Regions from separate parts of the Hordeum vulgare genome. Here region 1 is linked to region 2. The links are chromatin contacts, called in public Hi-C maps. All regions are on one chromosome and are shown on one strand. The core of a region is the stretch at or near the end of the contact, and the rest is flanking DNA. Distances in the headings are between cores, read along the strand shown.

What was found. Hi-C and Micro-C count contacts between places; a contact is called where the count stands out from the background.
Region 1: a Hi-C map of leaf shows a contact between it and region 2, with 7 times the contacts expected there. The contact joins the enhancer-like site here to the promoter of LOC123424791 in region 2. A contact is called at or near these places in 4 of 6 Hi-C or Micro-C datasets (leaf and seedling).

The regions. Positions count from the first base shown.
Region 1 is chr2H:47,098,628-47,103,163 of MorexV3_pseudomolecules_assembly, reverse strand. No RefSeq gene overlaps it. Among protein-coding and RNA genes, the nearest start is that of LOC123433741, 17 kb to the right of the region's middle. Within about 2 kb of position 2,828, at least 2 of the 3 cell types and tissues checked have open chromatin away from gene starts, as enhancers often do. A contact at or near this core is called in leaf, where this site is marked.
Region 2 is chr2H:46,959,228-46,963,622 of MorexV3_pseudomolecules_assembly, reverse strand. It overlaps LOC123424791 (DNA polymerase zeta catalytic subunit), which reads left to right and starts at 2,219. Exons shown (of 24, transcript XM_045108484.1): 1 at 2,219-2,483; 2 at 2,573-2,655; 3 at 3,122-3,179; 4 at 3,620-3,669; 5 at 3,734-3,840. The coding sequence starts at 2,351.

The sequences.
Region 1 (4,536 bases), core at 1,579-4,078, 140 kb before region 2:
TATCATCGAATGGGTATTCTTTCAACTCCGGTTGATATGGCCCCTCAGAAATATAAAAATGACAAGATTCCTCTTGCTTGTCCGGTGGTAGTTCCCAAATTTGACAACGTTTACCAGGATCTCTCTGATAAGGTGTGGTTACAATTTCAGCTTGATGTGCAACATTTTCCATCTCCGGCATATCTTGATTAGAAGTGTCAACTGGATTAGGAATTGTAACTTGCACATCACTTTCAGTAGGCTGAGAACTTGATTCAACTGGCTTAAAAAAAGAATTAATCTTTGCATTGTTTGTTCGTGTTTTCCTCTTCATAGCTGTTAAATAGAAAACTCAAATTAGCATGAATTATTGGGGAATGGGGATCAAAAACAGGCACTGATCAAACACAGAATCGTCGAAATAAACCTGTATCTGTCGCCCGTCGGCAGTCGCAGCGTAAGCTCTGAAGACTTGAACTTCTGTCGCCTTGTATAGATCGAACGGGAGGAAGCATCTACGTACACAAAAAAAAACTGTATAGATCGAACGGGAGGAAGCAGTAAGTCTCAAGCCTGGAACGATGCCCCTTGACTGCTAAACATATGAGACGACAAGGCATATGTATCCTCACCTCACGGAACCCTTGTAGAACACAAGGGACAAATTAACAGCAATCTCAGACGTCGTGGAATCGAGTGCTGTCGCCTTGGCTAAACATATGAAACGGCAAGCGTTGTCGCCGCTATAGTCTGTAGAGATCGATTTGAACAAACAAAACGCTAATTACGGCTTATGGGGAAGGAAAGCGAACATACGGGCTGATTAATAGAGTAGTATTACGGGCCCAGGTTAATTTAGTATGAGCCTTTTCTCAATCTCAAGTGTAACACTAATACTACTACTTGGCTCAGAGGCTGCAGCAGGGGGGCCAAGTAAGCTAGTTACATGGTATATATACCATGTCGGCTGAATCATTTTGGGGGGGGGGGGCAGGCCCCTGCTCGCCCCTGGCTCCGCCACTGAATGTGGGGACAAGTCACATGGAAGTACGGGGATATGATTGGAACAGTCGGATTTGTCGCCAAATAGCAGGGTTGGCTCGCGACAGAGTGTCAAGCTGGACGTGGCGGTGGTCCGTAGGGTTACCGGGTCGACGGAGAGGACGTGTTTTTACGAAAAGATGGTGGGTACCAATTCGATTTGGTGATAGCTATCAATTTACTTTAGAGGGGAGTGTATTAATTTAGGGGTGGGGCATTTCAATTTAGCTTTCCAGAGCTTAAATGTTTGGATGGGCTCGAAGTGTGGAGTTCATGGAGCAAAGAGCTGAAGAGGATCCAAATAGACCTACACGCGTCAAAATGCCCAGCAAACTCGTAAGGGCTTGTTCGGTTAATCCTCACCACAAGAGGATTAGAGAGGATTGAAGGGGATTGAGGTGAAATTTGACTTACAAGGGATTTAATCCTCCCCAACCCACTCTAATCCCCTTCAAATCTGTTGCAACCGAACAAGGCTTAAGGATGATGCAACCGGTCCGATCCATTAACGCTGGCTGTAGCGAGTCAAACAATCAGCAATCACTTCTTTTCCCTACTACTTACTTTCCGTTTTCAGTTAATTTCCCAAAATTTACTTTTTTCAGAAAAAGTGAATATTTATTTATTTTTAAGAACACTTTACAAAAACTTTTGTAAACATCTTTTGCAATTTTTTTGAACACTTCAAAAAATGCAAACTGAAAAGGTAAAAAAAACTAACATTATAAATGTTATGGTCATTTATAAAAAAAACCGGTAAAAAATACTACAGAAAAATGAAACCAAGAAAACCAGGAATGAGAACCTTACGAAATTATTGCTGGGGCATTTTGCGGCAATGAGCGATAAATAAGAAAATCTGTATACAATAGCTGAAGTAAACAGCATTGGCACCCCTCAAAAAAAAAAGGCAAAAAAATAATAATCATGGCCGACCGTCAGGCAAAAAAAAGTTCCAAGCAAAAATGTACACGGTGCAGTGACCCATTATTCAGCGACCTGCTTGCTAGAAACTCAGCAAACGCGCACCTCCTCGCCAGCGCAAGAACCAGCGGGCCCGATCCGTAACAACTGCATGTGGTGATCCTTAGTGTTTGCGTTATTATTTTTATCTCGGCAGTTTTTTAAGTAGAATTTATTTATTTTACCAGGCTTTCTGATAAATATTTCTATAAACATACAAAAGTTGAATGCCAATTCATAAAATTTCACGAATTTTAAAATATCCACTGATTGAACAAATATGTGATTTCAAAGAATGTTTATGATTTTAAAAACACGAATTCAAATAGCATACATGAGTTTGAAAAAGGTTCACGAGTTTTAAATACGTTAATGCATTTTATTTTATGAATTCAAAAAATGGTTACGATTTTGATAGTATATTTTTATTAAAAATATATTAAACAATATTCTAATTCAAAAATTTCAGTAATTTAAAAAATATTCATGAGTTTGAAAATGTTTACCAATTTATAAAATTATTCAAAGGTTTCATAACGTTAACTAATTCTCAAATATGTTCGTGATTTCATAGGATTTGCACGAATTGAAAAATGTTCACGAGTTTTCTTTTATGATTTACGATTTTGTTTGTATTTGATATAATTAAAGATTTAGAATTTTTTATATATTCTAGGGTTGTTGCAAATTGTTCCTTAGTATGTGAATTTGGAAAAAGAAAAATAATTTTTATGACAAAAGAAGAAAAATAAATGATAAAATAAATTAAGCAGACAAAAACACAAAGAAACAGTCTAACGGGCTGGCCCATCACCACAGGTTGGGGTGTGCGTTTCGTCTCTATCCATTGACGCGCGCGAGGAATATGATCCCCACACAGAGCTCACCCACACTGCCTTCTGTTCTAAAAAAAAATACACCGCACTGCCTTCTATAGATTTTCTATAAGTGGACCGGGCTATTCACGCGATATTCAAGCGGGGAGGCTGCTCCCAATTATGGAAACTTTCTAGAAGCTTCGAGGACAGTTTTGGGAAGCTTTTGTATACGCCCGGCCAGTTTTTTTCTTTTTTACTCGTTTTTTGCCTAGGGTTTTTAGTTTTTTCATTCGAGTTTTCTTTCTAAAATAATGAACGTTAAAAAAAGAATCACGAACTTTTTTGCAAATTTATTGGACTTTTTTTCAAGGTCATGCACTTTCCTTAAATTTCACCATTTGTTTCTAAATTCGTCGACAACTTTGGTGTGTGCAAAACTTTCTAAATCTATTAGAAAGCCATGGTTGGCCTTTTTCGACTAGGAGTTTCTACTTTTTTCAGAAGAACCAAAAAAGAGGTGAGTGTGTACAACGAGAGTACATGTTCCGGGGCGACCATTTGTATGAATGTGCAGTGGTGGAGGACGGACAAAAGTTAAGGTAGGACGGGCTTTTGTCACTCGTCACCGACAACGACGTTGCACCAATGCGTCGCCTTGCACGCAGCCTGCACCAAGGAAAATCAAGGTAGGGCGGCCGCCATGCCTTGACCTACCGTGTCCTCCGCGTGTGCGTGCGTGTGTGCGCATGTGTGCGTGTTTTGTATGAAACTAAATGATTGGTATCAACATCCATGTAGGTGCTTGTACCTTACTTTGGGCAATTATGAATGCCGGAATGACAATGTGTTTCACACACCTCACTCTATTTACTTTTCGAGCATGCATTATCGATCTTTATGTGGTCATCACTTCAACATGGCGACGCATGTTAAGTCATGCAATCTTGTTTACCGGTCGGTTGTTGTCCTTTTCTAATTGTTACATTCCTGTTAAATTTATTTGAGGGTATATCTTCTTCTTAGTTGATATACTATGCATTTGTTGAACTATCCTTTTTCCGTTCCATGAAAATGGTTTTTTTTCGTCTAAACATGCTTTATTCATTACTCAACAAAGTTCATAGGAATACAAGATAAATTTGGAGGGGTTAACAGTCACAAATGGCGCCCAAAATCCAAGCCGAAAGCATGCTGAGCGAGGCTATGTGCCTCAACATTGGTGGACCTACCTTCGAACATGAAGGTGCAACTATCAAAATTCTCCCTTGAAACCGCAATCTCCCTTGTGGTGCTGGCGTAGACACCCCCGGTGCAGTTTGTGATGTCGTTTAGTACTCCTTGGCAATCACTCGCGACGAGGATACGAGCAAGGTCCAGGTCAGTAGCAAGAGCAAGGGCCTCGCGACATGCCAACACCTCCAGGGTCGTCGGATCCGTCACCCCATTGATCTTGATTGCTGAAGCGCCCATGAAAGTGCCTCAAGAGTTTCTGTAAACTGCACTAAAAGAACCAAAGTTACCATCTGTGGAGACGGCTCCATCGACTCGGATTTTAGCAGTTCCTTCTGGACGGGGTATCCATCTTGGTTGCCCTTGTGTTAACGGAGGAGATCCCCTTAAAACCTTCTTCAGACTGCACTCCGCGAGTTCCCGAATATACTTCATAATGAAATTGAAAGTAGATAGTGGACTCTGAAAGATATTATCATGGAGTGCCTGACGTCTCGTGTACCAA
Region 2 (4,395 bases), core at 970-3,469:
TTTCATGAAAACAATGGGCGCCCGTGTAATGAAAAGTGGTGACCATGTATTATAAAATGTTAATCTATTTGTATGTGGAACATGTTAAGTATGCATTATATATCTCTCCTTAATAATGAAGCACGTAGTGCTTCTGTCGTTTGGCTATTTTGCAGAACAGTCCTTGTCTTTTTCCATAATTAACCCACAGTCTATCTTTTAGTCACATCCATATCTTTTTTTTGCATTTTTCAGAAAACCCTTAATGTTTCAGGTAATCAACCCGTCATCCGTATTTAAGTCAGCCGAAACGTTTTTTTGTTTTAACAAAAAAAAACTGACTTTTCAGTTAATCAATCCACATTTTACCTAAAACAAAATTATCCATATCTTTTAAACCGTAACTCCGATTTTAACATGTTATATATGAAATTTGATTAAAATGTGTAGAATCTAAATAGGATGTTAATTTTAACAGTTGAATACTTCTTAAATATTATTTTTGTACAAACTTAATATGTAGTGCACATCCTTTTTTTCCTCTTTCCGGCGATGATAGGAATTGCAATAAACATTCATTAAATTAAAACCAAATTGAGAGAAAAGAAAACATCGTTAACCACGCATGCACATCTTTGGAAAACCTCATGGGGAGAAACACCATATTTCTCATCTTATTTCGAACGACTGTACATTCAAACACGTTTTCGTTATGTGAGCACTGAGGCCATCGTCGGCAACACAAATGTGATGCCATGTGAAATTATATTGCGTTTAGAGCGTGTGTTATTTTCTCTTCCGTTGCAACGCACGGGTTCTTTTGCTAGTATACCAAAAATATACAATGCCTATGAAAATAATTAGACATAAAAATATAAATTTCCAAAAGAATGTGAATCATGATTTTCAAAAATGTAAACATGTACATAAAATATGTTTACCATGTATACGAAGATGTTGAACGTGTAGCGAAAAAAGTTCACACATGTTCATAAAAAAAGAAACCGATTGAAAGGACAAAGAAACAAAGAGGGTGGGAGCCACCCAATTTCTTTGTTTTTCGATACTTTTCTGAGCCTAATCACAGTTTCTCTTATAGTCGGAGATCTGTAACTTCGATTAAGAAAACTTTTGATATTTTAGGAATTTTCTTGTGGCATAAACAGAGGCCCGACCGACTGAGGTGACTCCAATACAGACCCACCACTTGAGCAGGGGTGGGTGTGTAGGCAGGCCGTTTAGAGCCCTGTATTTAGTGGCGGATCCACCATTGGGGCGAGCTGGGGCGACCGCGGACAAAGCAGGGTATTTCACGTGCCTATTGACCATCGACACAACACAATGAAGCTTCATCACCATCCATCGCCGCGGCAAATCTTAATTTCTGGGCCCGTCACAGTGTCGTAGTCCCCCTGGCTTGCATCTTCTGGCTCTACCGACGAGTGCCCATATACATCTCGACATCATGCATTCGAGAAGAGTGTGTCTACACGAATCCTTGGCACCACACATACCACAAGAGCTAGTTGTAGATATTTTCTGATGGCATCTCACGTCTTCAATAGGAAGGGAATGTTTTGCTAATCTCCATAAGAAAAATCTGATTTTGCCTGGAAATTTAGGCCCTGTTTGGAACCATCCAGATTATATAATCTGGTTTTTATAATCTATTGTATTTCCAAATAGGACAACTTATATTGTAGAATTTATAAACTAGATGACCAGATTATTATAATCTCATAATCTCCTCTACCCAGCTAAAATGAGATTATGGATTATAAATGACGTGTTATCCTTGTAAACTTCAAAAGAATTACGCAATGTCACCGCCACTTTCCTATTTTTTCTTATAAACTGAGGGCAAACATGTCATTGTACAATTTAAAAGCTGATTTACAGTTTATATAATCTGACCTCCAAACATACCCACCTGGATTATTTTTATAAAACAGATTATATAATCTATGTTCATAATCCAGATTATTATAATCTATTATGGTTCCAAACAAAACCTTAATCTTCCACAAGATTTAAATGTGATGCACCAGCACTCTCCTCTAACCAAACTTCTCTCCTCATCTTGTGTGCAGACTGGGCCGCGGTAAACGGAACACACAAAATACATACATTTCCAAACTGGGTTATAGGCGACACAGGCCCAAAGGGACCCAAGGTTTCGACAGACGATGATGGGCCGTGGTCCTTAATAAACCCCCAACTAGCATCCGCTCGCGATGGTCCACGGAGTCAAACCCAAACCCAAGTGGAGCGAGCAGCGTGCCGTGGAAGGAGCCGGAGCCGGAGCCCGGGAACCCACACCGCCCCCAAATAGAACCACCGCCCACCCACCGCGCCGTCCTCGCCGGCGACCATGAATCCCTCCTCGCCGGAGCCGGAGCCGCCGGGGACCCCCTCGCAGGTCCTCAGCGTCCGCATCGTCTCGCTCGACTACTACATGGCGCCCCCCGTCCCCGGCCTCGACATCTCCTACAGCCCCTTCCACTGTACGCTCCCTGCCCCATATTGCCCCCTTTCTGAACTTCTTCTCCTCCGAGCCGCGCTGAATTCCCTGTCTGTCTGGTGGCCGCCGCAGGCGAGGAGGTGGAGGAGGTGCCGGTGATCAGGATCTACGGCTCCACCCCCGCGGGGCAGAAGACCTGCCTCCACGTCCACCAGGTGGGCACCAGCTTCTCTCTGCACCTATTACCGTTCTTCACTCGTCACATTTCAGTATGCTTGTGTGAGTCTCGCCATGGGAAGGGGGATGGGGAGTGCGGCGCGCCGAATTTGATGCTTGGAAGCTCGATTCGGCATGCCAATTACCAAAGAGCAGTGTGGCACACATGTCTTCTTACCTGGAAACCTATTAGTATCATCTTTGATGAACTGTTGTACTCCCTCTGATCCATATTACTTGTCGCTGTCTTAGTTCAAATTTTGAACTAAAAGCACAACACTTATTTTGGATCGGAGGGAGTACAAAAGTTGTACTGAGGCAGCGACAAGTAATATGGGTCGGAGGGAGTATCATATACTCCAGTAGTTGAAATACTACTCATCTCTATTGTATTCTGGCGACACATTGTTTCATCTACTTTCTAATATAACAGTCTGAAGTTGTAATTCTCCTTTTGGTATTCAGGCCCTGCCGTACTTGTATGTACCTTGCCCAGAGGAGATACTTCATAATATTGAAAGAGGTGACTGCACTTCCTTTTGCCTATGTTTTTACCATCCCTTTTTCCATTTACTATATGGGCTCTTCTCTTGTTCGACATGATGTTTATCATTTCATATCAGCTGTTCAACTTCTTACCAGGCAGTCGTTATTGTACATCTTGTAAATTTTGTAGATATTACTTTCTCATATAGTTGGTAGTTACGGTCTTACGGATTCCCACTTTTAACTTTTTGTTCGAGGCACTAGCATGATTTGTTGTTAAAAACATCAATTTACATGTTAAAAGCTTGCTCTACTTTGCTTTTGCGACATAGTTACATAACATAAAGGATACGGTGAACTCTTGGTCTGAACGAGACGTAGTAAAGCACTTGTTTGGTTTTCTTTCTAATCAACGGGGCGTCCGTGTCAAGAAAAGCACCTGGCAGTCAATTAATGTTTTCTCTCTCTTTTCTTTAGGGAATTCATGTATGACTGGTCTATTGAGTGACCTCGAGAAAACTTTACAGGTAGAGTCCACTTAGTTGGTATGTTAACTTTCTCTTTTCGTGAGTATCATCATTTCCCCTGCAGAATCGCGGCCCAGCAAAAAGGAGGCATGTCCATGGATGTAGCCTTGTTCGAGCAAAGAAGTTGTATGGTTATCATTCATCCGAGGAGATTTTTGTGAAGATCTACCTGTATCCACAATTTAACCATTTACAGATCATTTCTTTTTGCTACGAATGTTTGAACCTGTGTAAATCATTTCCCACTTCCTTTTCTGGTTACTATTGTGTTGGAAAATTGTAAATTATGGACGTAGTTCATCTGATATATTGAAAACCCCTTTTTAACCTTTCGTTATGGACTTAATTGTGAAACATAGTGCTTTACAAGCATTTTGAGGTAGCTACATAAGACAGGAAAGTGAAGATCATGAAATATTCCTGTCATTGTGTATTGACAATATCACAATATCACTCAAAAAATATCCCTTTCTTTATGACTGCATATGCCTGAGCCCTGATGACAACTTAGGAAGTCATGAGCGTTGAGTGGTTTGCTGAGTTACCTTCTGTTTTAACTGAAAACTGAATAGCATCAAATGTTTGAACCAAATGTTGTCATAGAAATCTTCTTGCACAAACTGATAGGTCAAATTATGCAGGGTATCAAGTGCATGTAATCAATTGATGTTCTGTTCTTTCATCAGACACTTGTTGTCACATGGAATTGTTTCTCTTTTATTGAAT